Linked DNA regions of Triticum aestivum: region 1 is linked to region 2. A link is a contact called in public Hi-C data. All regions are on one chromosome and are shown on one strand. Each heading gives the region's core, a stretch centred on a gene start, on an enhancer-like site or on the middle of the called end of the contact. The rest is flanking DNA. Distances are from core to core; before and after follow the strand shown. Region 1 holds the start of LOC123071558 (sister chromatid cohesion protein PDS5 homolog A-B). Region 2 holds the start of LOC123071557.

The links. Hi-C and Micro-C count contacts between places; a contact is called where the count stands out from the background.
Region 1: a Hi-C map of leaf shows a contact between it and region 2, with 4 times the contacts expected there. The contact joins the promoter of LOC123071558 here to the promoter of LOC123071557 in region 2. A contact is called at or near these places in 3 of 5 Hi-C or Micro-C datasets (all in leaf).

The regions. Positions count from the first base shown.
Region 1 is chr3B:665,324,368-665,329,210 of IWGSC CS RefSeq v2.1, forward strand. LOC123071558 (sister chromatid cohesion protein PDS5 homolog A-B) reads right to left here and starts at 1,608. Exons shown (of 28, transcript XM_044495136.1): 1 at 1,343-1,608; 2 at 1-193. The coding sequence starts at 1,435.
Region 2 is chr3B:665,031,053-665,035,718 of IWGSC CS RefSeq v2.1, forward strand. It overlaps LOC123071557, which reads right to left and starts at 1,740. Exons shown (of 11, transcript XM_044495133.1): 1 at 1,430-1,740; 2 at 1,112-1,352. The coding sequence starts at 1,559.

The DNA of each region.
Region 1 (4,843 bases), core at 358-2,857, 290 kb after region 2:
ATATTTCGTCAGTAAAAGGTGGATCAGGTGCAAGGATTCGCATAACTTCAATGAAGCAGACAGCAACAAGAAGTCTGACATCCTTGTCCTTGTGGCTAAGTAAAGTGTTCTGGACCAGTGATTTACTCAAAGGACGTAGAGCATCTTGCAGAGAGGAGGACTGACTCAACTCTGATAAAGCACTTTCAGCTTGCTGCAGATAATAAGAAAACATGTTATGGAAGTAAATTCAAATTTATTCAGAGAAAAAATAATGAAAAGAAACAACCAATTAGAGAAAATGTCAAGCTGCAAAGTATTAATGTGCTACTCTTTTCCCTTTGGATGATTACGGTGAGCTGGCCTGCATCCCTGTCCTACTAGGTTCAAGGTTCAACTGTCGGAGGGGTTGTCATAGTATACATGCATTAAACAAAAGTATGCAAATATGTAACCCCTAATGGGGGCTAGAGAACAGTTCAGGTAGAGATCCAACAATGTATTTGTACAAAGCCATTGCTCTAAACTCCCGCAAACGCTGGATAAAATACAAGTACAGTACAACCAGATCAAAACTGTATTCTCGTATAACAGTAAAAAAGGCTAATATCCGTTTCAGGGAAAAAAGGGAAGGACCGAAATTAACCCACTTGATCTCCAGTTAACCTGTTTATCTTGTAAAATGGATCGAAATACTCAAATGTTACTGACGGTTTAAGATAATGAATGGTTGAAGCCTGAAAAATCAAATCTCCTTTGTTCCTTATCCATAGATCTTCATTGCTAGTACCTTCCTTCATATTACCAATTCACAAAGCAGGCAAACTTGAAACAACAAGTGCTCATAAAATTGTTTACTGATGAAATAATAGACATGTGACAATTAACTGAAGGTTCTCTGACTGCCTCCAGTTGGCAGGGAAATAAACGGTACTGGTACTCTTTCAACAGAGGGGAAACAAGTTTCGAGCAATGATAAACACCATAGATCCATGCCGAGTTGACACTAAACACCTCAGAGGCTTTGCTCAAACTGTCAAACATAAGCATAGTGAACATACAACCTCTTCAGCATCGCTGCCCCTGTGCCCCATCACACGAATACTACATGGTGCTCGAATTCGCCAGCCCCTCGTAACCCCATGAAGGTTGGAGCGGAATCGCGAACCACAGCTACTAATTTTAGCACTAGCAGGTACACTACAGTCAGTGTTCGAGAACCCAAAAAAAAAAAACACTAAAATCAGCGGTGCCCTTCGAGGCAATTTCAAAACCCCAGAAGCAGCATAGCGTCTCGCGAGGAACGGAAGCGAGCGGGTTTAGATCGGAGGAGGACTGGTGCGGGACGGACGGGGGCGGTCACCTTGAGGAGCTTGACGAGGGCGTCCTTGCCGAGGCGCGGCTGCGCGAGGCGCTTGCCGACCTCGCTCACGACTTGCCCCGGCGAGGCAGACATTGCGGCGGCGGCGGCGGCGGCGGCGACGACGACGATCTCGGGGCCCGAAACCCTAGGCTAGTGGGCTAGGAGGCGGTGGGGTTGGGGGTGAGGGCCGGGAGGGGAGGCCATGGATGGAATTGCGAGTACGGAAAAAGGCAGTCCGTCTCAGAGCGGGGCGGGGGTGTTGGGGTGGGGAAGGGGTCGGAACGGGGACGGCGGGTTTTTGCCGTTGCACCCTCGGCGCACGCACGACGCTCCTGCCACACTGCCAGCAACATTTTCACCATGGACCCAGGTTGTATTTTGCTTAGCTAGGGGAGCGAATATGAAAATAAATAAGGCCCCCGGATAGTACATTCGTCAATTTTGTGACGGGCAAGAGATATCTTAGGCTAGGTTTGCAAAACTCGAGGAGTTATTATATTTTTTCATAACAATAACATGCTCGAGGAGTCTGGAATCTGGAGGAACAAGGCACCAGCCAAATTGGTTTCCCGCCCATGGGGAAACCGCTCCCGCGCTCGGAGCATCGGAGAGCTGGGCTGGATCCACCGATGTTAATCCGCCCGTGGGCGTGGCATGTGGAACAAATGTAGGCCCTTAGCCCAGGTTAGCCCACCGCGGGTTCTTTGCCCATTCTGGATAAACCGCGCACAAATATCGCATATAGAATTGGGACTACGGAAGAAGAATTTGGACCTAACCAACGCCCTGGGTGTCTCATCTTCTTTTTGCAGATGACTGTCTGGTTTTTACGAAAAGACAGATGGACGAAGTGCATACCATCTTAATGAGATTTTGCATGCTTACAACTTGGGCTCGGGTGAGTCTGCAAACAAAGCAAAGAGCTTCATCGAGGCTAATCCACCCGTAACCAAAGCGAGTGGCATGGCATGTAGAACAAATGTAGGCCCCCAGCCAAGGTTAATTGTTCCCGAATGGGGGGTCGGCTGTAGTTGGTGGAGCCAGTGATGGGCCGGCAAAGTAGGGACCAGTATGGTCATGCTGACATCATGATGATGCTGTGATAATTTCATTTTTTCTATTTTCATGTTCTCTTTTTATCTGTATTTTAAATGAATGTGTTCTAAAAAAATAAACTTACTTAATTTTAAAAAACATGGAAACAAAGAATAATTAGACAGTATTAAAAAATGTTAATGCCATTTTAAAAATGCTGATAGATTTTCAAAAAAATGTTCCCATATTTCAAACGAATGTATGTAATCTTTTTAAAATGTATATGTTATGTAAAAAATGTTTGTGTTGTATAAAAAATATTGTGTGCCATTAAAAAATATACTTAACATTTAAAAGAAATATTTTTTTTGTTCTAAAAAAGATATTCATGACATTTACAAAATGATTATACAAAGGTAAAAATGTGTTTGTGTAGGTTAAAAAATGTGTATTGTCATTAAAAAATGTATGTGACATTTTTAAAAATATTCCTGTGTCTTCAAAAAATATTCATGCCATTTAATAAATGTTTTTATACTTTAAAAAATAAGTATTGCCATTTTAAAATGTATGTGATATTTAAAGAAAAATCTCGCATTTCAACAAAATGTACTTGCCATTAAAAAAATATTTATACAAAAAAATGTCCGCGTAGCTTAAAAACAATATTGCCAATAAAAAATATACCAGTGCTTATTTGGAAAATGTTACTGTGTAACCCAAAAAGTGCTCAAAACATATATTAAGAAAATGTATCATGTATTTGAAAAATGACCAATGTGTGTCAGAAAAATGTTTCATATGTGCACTAAAAATGTGCATTGTGTACTGAGAAAATATATACATGTGTTAAAAAAAGAAAATTGATAAAAACCAACAAAGAAACAGAGAAAAACGAACGAAACGAAGAAGAAACAAAAAAACAAAGTATAACAAAGAAAGGAAAAAAAACTCAAAATATAACAAATAAAAAAATCAAAGAAAACCTACGAAGAAACAAAGAAACCGGTGGAAATCAGACCCGAACGCACGCACGCGTTATTGGCCGGCCCAAACACGTCGTCACTACGGGCGAGATGGATGTTACAGTCCTATAAGCGATATATAGCATTCGCGCACAAATGACGCATATAAATTTGGTTCTAAGGGAGAAGGGGGGACAATTTGGACCTAACCAACAAGACATGGCGGAGAAGAGTAAAGTTTGGGATAGAATTAATAGTGGATCCTATGAGAGTGGCAGCTCGGGTGCAAGGGGCAGCTTTAAGACTAGAAATGAATCCATGTTGTGGAAGAAACCAGATAGTGAGAATAAGGGTGGTGGTGAGGATAATGAGGTGGCCTTATCAAAAAATATGATGTGTGTGGAGAAAAGGGAAGAATGGGCAAAAGTAACACCTATGAAAGCATCGATATGGTTGACTAGAGGGGGTGAATACGCAATTACCAATTTCTTTATTTTCTTAACAAATTAGGTTTAGCAACAAATAGGTTGTTTAGATATGCAACTAGGTGAGCAACCTATATGATGCTAGCAACAACAACAACACGAGCAAGTAAATGATACAACACAAATAAAGCTTGCACAAAGTAAATGTAAGAAGTAACCACAAGTGGAGCCGGTGAAGACGAGGATGTGTTACCGAAGTTCCTTCCCCTTGAGGGAAAGTGCGTCTTCATTGGAGTGGTGTGGAGGCACGATGCTCCCCAAGAAGCCACTAGAGCCACCATATTCTCCTCACGCCCTCGCACAATGCAAGATGTTGTGATTCCACTAGTGGTACCCTTGAAGGCGGCGATTGAACCTTTACAAACAAGGTTGGGGCAATCTCCACAACCAAATTGGAGGCTCTCAACACCACAACGAAGCTTCACCACAATGTACAATGAAGCTTCACCACAATGTATTATGGCTCTGAGGTGACCTCAACCGTCTAGGGTGCTCAAACACCCAAGAGTAACAAGATCTGCAAGGAAATAGTGGGGAAATCAAATTTCTCTTGGTGGAAGTGTAGATCGGGTCCCTCTTAACCAAATCCTAGAGAATAAACAAGTTTTGTCGGCTAGGGAGAGAGATCGGACAAAAATGGAGCTTTGAGCAACAACGGGGTTTGGGGGAGGAAGAGGTAGGTCTTCTTGGGGAAGAAGACCCCCTATTTATAGAGGGAAGAAATCCAAATGATTTCTTGCTCACAACCTGCATATAAGTGGTACTACCGCTCGGGCGGAAGTACTCGCAGACCAGTGCAGTGGCACGGAGCCACAAGGCGGTAGTGCCACCGGAGCGGTACTACCGCTCGCCCCAGCGGTACTACTGCTTGGGTTGCAGCTCATGAGCCCACAAAGACAGGGCAGGAACAGAGGATGGTGGCAGTCTACCGCTCAAGAGAGCGGTACTACGGCTTACAAGTCATAGTGTTGCGCACCCACTACCGCCCTACCACCGTTGAGAGTGCAATGGGTATA
Region 2 (4,666 bases), core at 490-2,989:
ACACACCAAAACCTGACAAGGGAACAAAATACATTCAACGAGAAGGTCACGAAGCTCCGGCACATGTCCATGGATGCATTTGCACGACTCAAGGGACGATGGATGTGCCTGCAAAAGTGCGCACATATGAAGATCTCGGATCTCCCTACCGTGATCGGCGTATGTTGTGTGCTGCACAATATATGTGAGATGAATGGGGAGTAGATGGGCCCAGAGCTACAGTGTGATGTCATCAATGACGAGACAGTGCCAAAGAACCTTGTGCATTCTGAGAGCGCCAGCAAGGCCAGAGACAAGATCGCCCACAACCACTTCCTTAGTGGGCTGAGCGACACCAAGTTTTGATCCACATCCTCAATTTGTCATCATAGTCATCACTGACCATTAGTTTGATCAATTTATCGATCCTTCCTTTCTTGTTTAATTTGGTTGATTTGCATTGAAATCAATCCATTAAGGATCCCCATTTTATTGTTACTTGCTCACAGACCTGGGAGAGGAATTTTGATGGGAAACTGAGATTCCCAAGACATCTCATGCAAAATTAAACAAGGGAAGCAAACGTCTTCCAGTTATTCTTTGTACTGGTTTGGTTAGTTTACATCAATTCGGTCAGAGAAATTTCTGCTTCCTATGCTATGCGTGTTTCATCCCATTGTATTCCAGAAAATTCTTGTTCCTCATTTGCCGCAACAATGCAAGACCAAACTTGGTTAAAGGGTTTCTATTTTGTAGTATTGAATTTATCCACTGAAAGCCTGCTTGGAACACCGCAACTTCACAGCAATTAGAAGTTAAAAATCCCCAGGTCCAAGAGAAGGCTTAATATTCTTGCAACATCTACACTACAATTCCGGATGGTTCTACCTAAGATGATCCTATCTATTACAGCACATGGTTCAGAGTAGTCCTCATATGATATCACCAACGAGCGTCCTGTCAATTGAGTCCAAGAGAAACGCAGTTTGTGGCTTTATTAATCGTTTAACATTATGATAGTCAGGAAACGAACTGGTAGTCATTTTATTAACAGAATGAATCTGGGCATTTATTCTACATCTACGACAGATTGACCCGAAGGGCAGAGCAAGTGCAAGGTCGCTTGACATACCTAGCAAACTGCTCGATGGCGACAATGGCGTCCACGGAGAGCCAGCCGCGGCCGACCCGCCGCTCCAGGGTGATCTCCGGCACCGCGACGAGCGGCTCCTCCTCCACCTCCTCCTTCCGCTGCTTCTTCCTCCCATCGGCCTCCTCCTTGCGCTTCCCCCGCTCCCGCGCCGCCTGCGTGACGTCCACCACCGCGCCCCGCGCCCGGGAGAACCACGAACGCACCCGCTCCTGCACCGCATCTGCGAAACAGCAAGCCCGCAGCGATCAGAGAGAGCACGGGGCACGACCTATCGGGGGCTTCAGGGAGGGCGCCCACCGGTGTCGACATCGGGGAGCTTCCACTGGGAGCGGACGGCGAGGACGGGCGGGGGCGCGCGGCGGCGGCGGCGGCCAGGGAGGCGGGAGCGAGGGAGCGGCAGGAAGCGAGGAGGCTGGAGCTGGAGCATGGTGGTGGTCGTGGTGGTGGCGGTGGGGTCAGTGGGCTAGTGGCGGGGAGCGGGGCGTCGTGGACCTTCCGTGGATTCCATTGGAGAGGGCCGTGTCTCGGTGTCTGGGTTGTTTACGTTTTCGCTTCGATGCAGGCGGCAGCAGTTTGGGGGGAGTAGTGGAGCGGAGCGCGACGAAGACGACGCTTCTAGCAGGAGAGAGACCGGGAAGAGATGGCCGGCCGTGTGGTGCGTGGACCCCACCCACGAGGGGGCCTCTGGGCAGACACGGCCGGCCGCCTGCCGAGTGGGGTTTGGTTGTGGCGACAATGGGTTATCCGCAGTGCTGACTCCGATGCTGGCGTGCCGCTCCAGCCGCTCGCAACTTTGGATCGTCCATCTAACAAAAAACTGATGTCAGTATTGCTGTTTGCTTGGATCCATTTGCAGCAGAGTGAATTTGCGTCCTCGTGGACACGCAGTGGACACCCGCGGCGTTCTCTTCTGGCCCGTTTAACGGTGGCACACATGCCGTTCTCCCCCGTCCACCACAATCACCTCGTCTTCTTTGCTCTCGTCGTCGCCGCCCAACTTTTGATCTCTTCGCCACCGCCCCAGATCTCGTCGACGCACCCATCCACGGCCTCACCGCCACCGCAGCCACCGGCGTCCACTCTGTCGACGTTGTGGCCGCTTCTTGCCGCCAACAGAGCAGTACAAGGCACGCCTGCCCAGGGTTGCCGGCAGCCCCAGGCATGCCACTGCTACCTTCACTGTCACCGCCGGAGGACGCGGGGTTCGACAGCCCTGCTGCCTGAACATGCCAAGGACGGAACCCTTCACCGGCCATGACTCGTCCACGCTCGCCTCTGTCCCCGCCCACAAGGTGTTCGGTTGTTTGACTGGACGAGCTGTCCGCTGCTGTCTACTGAGATACGGAGTCATCACTTCGAAGTATCATGGCAGATAGCTCGGATGTGTTTTTTTACAATAACATCATATGTTCATCATCGCCTGACGATGATGATTGTGTGGTTGCTACTTTCATCGTCAATGGGCACATTGCGAGGCAGGGACCATTGTTTAGGGGATTGATCCCGAGCCATGCTTCTGGGTTGACTCGTAACAGAGAAAATGGTCATGTCCTACTCTATAACGATTATTCCGATCTCACAAAACCACTATTCTCTGTGAAGCTTTTCTAGCTACGCTTCCGGATGGTGAGATCATTGTTCAACCGTATTCAGGAAGGAGTGATGAGGTATAATGATTACTTCAACTGCAAGTATGATGCCTTTGGAAAGGTTGGCTTCTCCTCTTACCATAAATGTGTTGCAGTTGTTCGGATGCTTACAGAGGGAGTTCCCAATGATCTTGTTAATGAGTACTCGCGCATGAGTGAGTCCACATGCGTTGAGTCATTGTTCTTGTTCTGCAAAGCTGCGGATAGAGTGTTTCTCTCGAGTACTTGAGAGACCAAATGTTGCGGATACAGCCGGTTGTTAGCGCTCAATGAATCGAGAGGCTTTCCGGAAATGCTTGGAAGCATAGGTTGTATGTACTCGGAGTGGAAGAACTGTCTATTTGCTTGGTAAGGCAGTATAAGGGACATGTTAAACCTTGCATGGTCATACTTGAAGTTGTTGCATCACAAGATCTCTGAATTTGGTGTTCTTTTTTCGGCAGGGCATGTTCTCACAATGACATCAATTTGTTACATCTCCAAGCTTGGATGCTTACTACTACTTATTCCTCTCATGTTGTTGTCTCACCTTGATCTTAAAAACTTCATTCGCACTTAACAAACCTCATGAGATAGGTTAGTATGCATAAAAATAAATCACCCAATAATGTATTGTCAAGACAAGTTGCATAATTATATTTAGGTATTAGCTATTGTAAACTATCATTTACACAATTTATATCCCCCAATATATGCCATGAAAACTCTAGAACAAACAGATAACAAAAACAGGACAACAATTTGTCAAAATCAAAAGAGTCTATATTAATCTAATTAAGAGGCATACTTTTGTAACTTATAAAATACTGGAAAAGGAAGTAACAGAGAATTTGTAATTAAATACAACGTAAAAATTTCATGAATTTACCATGTTTTCACGAATTTACCATGTTCCATTACAGAATGAAATTCAAATATTGTTTTCTGCACAAAACCTAATAAAATTACAATTGCAACATCCTAAAGGCAAACCTTGGCGCTTTATTTTTATGGTACAATGGTTTATATAAGGGGGTAATTATTTTTATGAGAAAATTCCATGAAAATATTTACATTGTTTCAATGAGCATGAACACAAGTGTTCAAGGTTGACCCTCACTTCTTCAATGCATGAATTTCCAATCACTTCTATTTTGAAAAAGTTTTAAGTTCCCCTCTTTATTTTTTGTTTTGTTTTTAAAAAGTTTAAAGGCACACAAAAAAAGAAAAAGGCTCTCTAGAACTTCCGGTTGTCTCCCAGACAGCACTTTCTTTAAAGCGATTAAGCCAGGCATAAAGGTGCAAATAAAATATTCACCCTACGTTATTGCTTCCCACGACGCTAGAAAAGAGCTTGATAATCCCCAAGTGCAAGGAATTGTCGTAGCGCTTTTCATTGATGTAGGTGGTAAGTATGGAGTGTCGAAACCACAAGGAGCTAAAGGTAATATCAACATTCTCTCGGATCCCATTTGCCACTGATACAACCCTACATACACCGAGTGTTTGCTTTATCTAGAAACAAGAAATAAAACTAGAAGTGGGTATATAAGGATAGGTTTTGCAAGATAACGAAGAACGTCAACATAAAAATTAGGTGTTGTCTAAGTAAAGATACAATATAATACAAATATCGTGTGTGGAATAGTGGTGGTATGTGATACGTCCATTGTGCATCATGTTTTTCTATGATTATTTATTATGTTTTGGGTCATTATTTCACTTTATGATGCTATTCTAATGCCTTTTCTCTTTTGTTTTGCAAGTTTCACATGTAAAATGAGATTGCCGGCGGCTGGAATTTTGGACATGAAAAAACTGCAGCAAAGATCGATATTCTCCACAGCTCCAAGTGACCTAAAAATTTATGAAGAATTGTTTTAGAATATGTAAAAAAATACTGGTG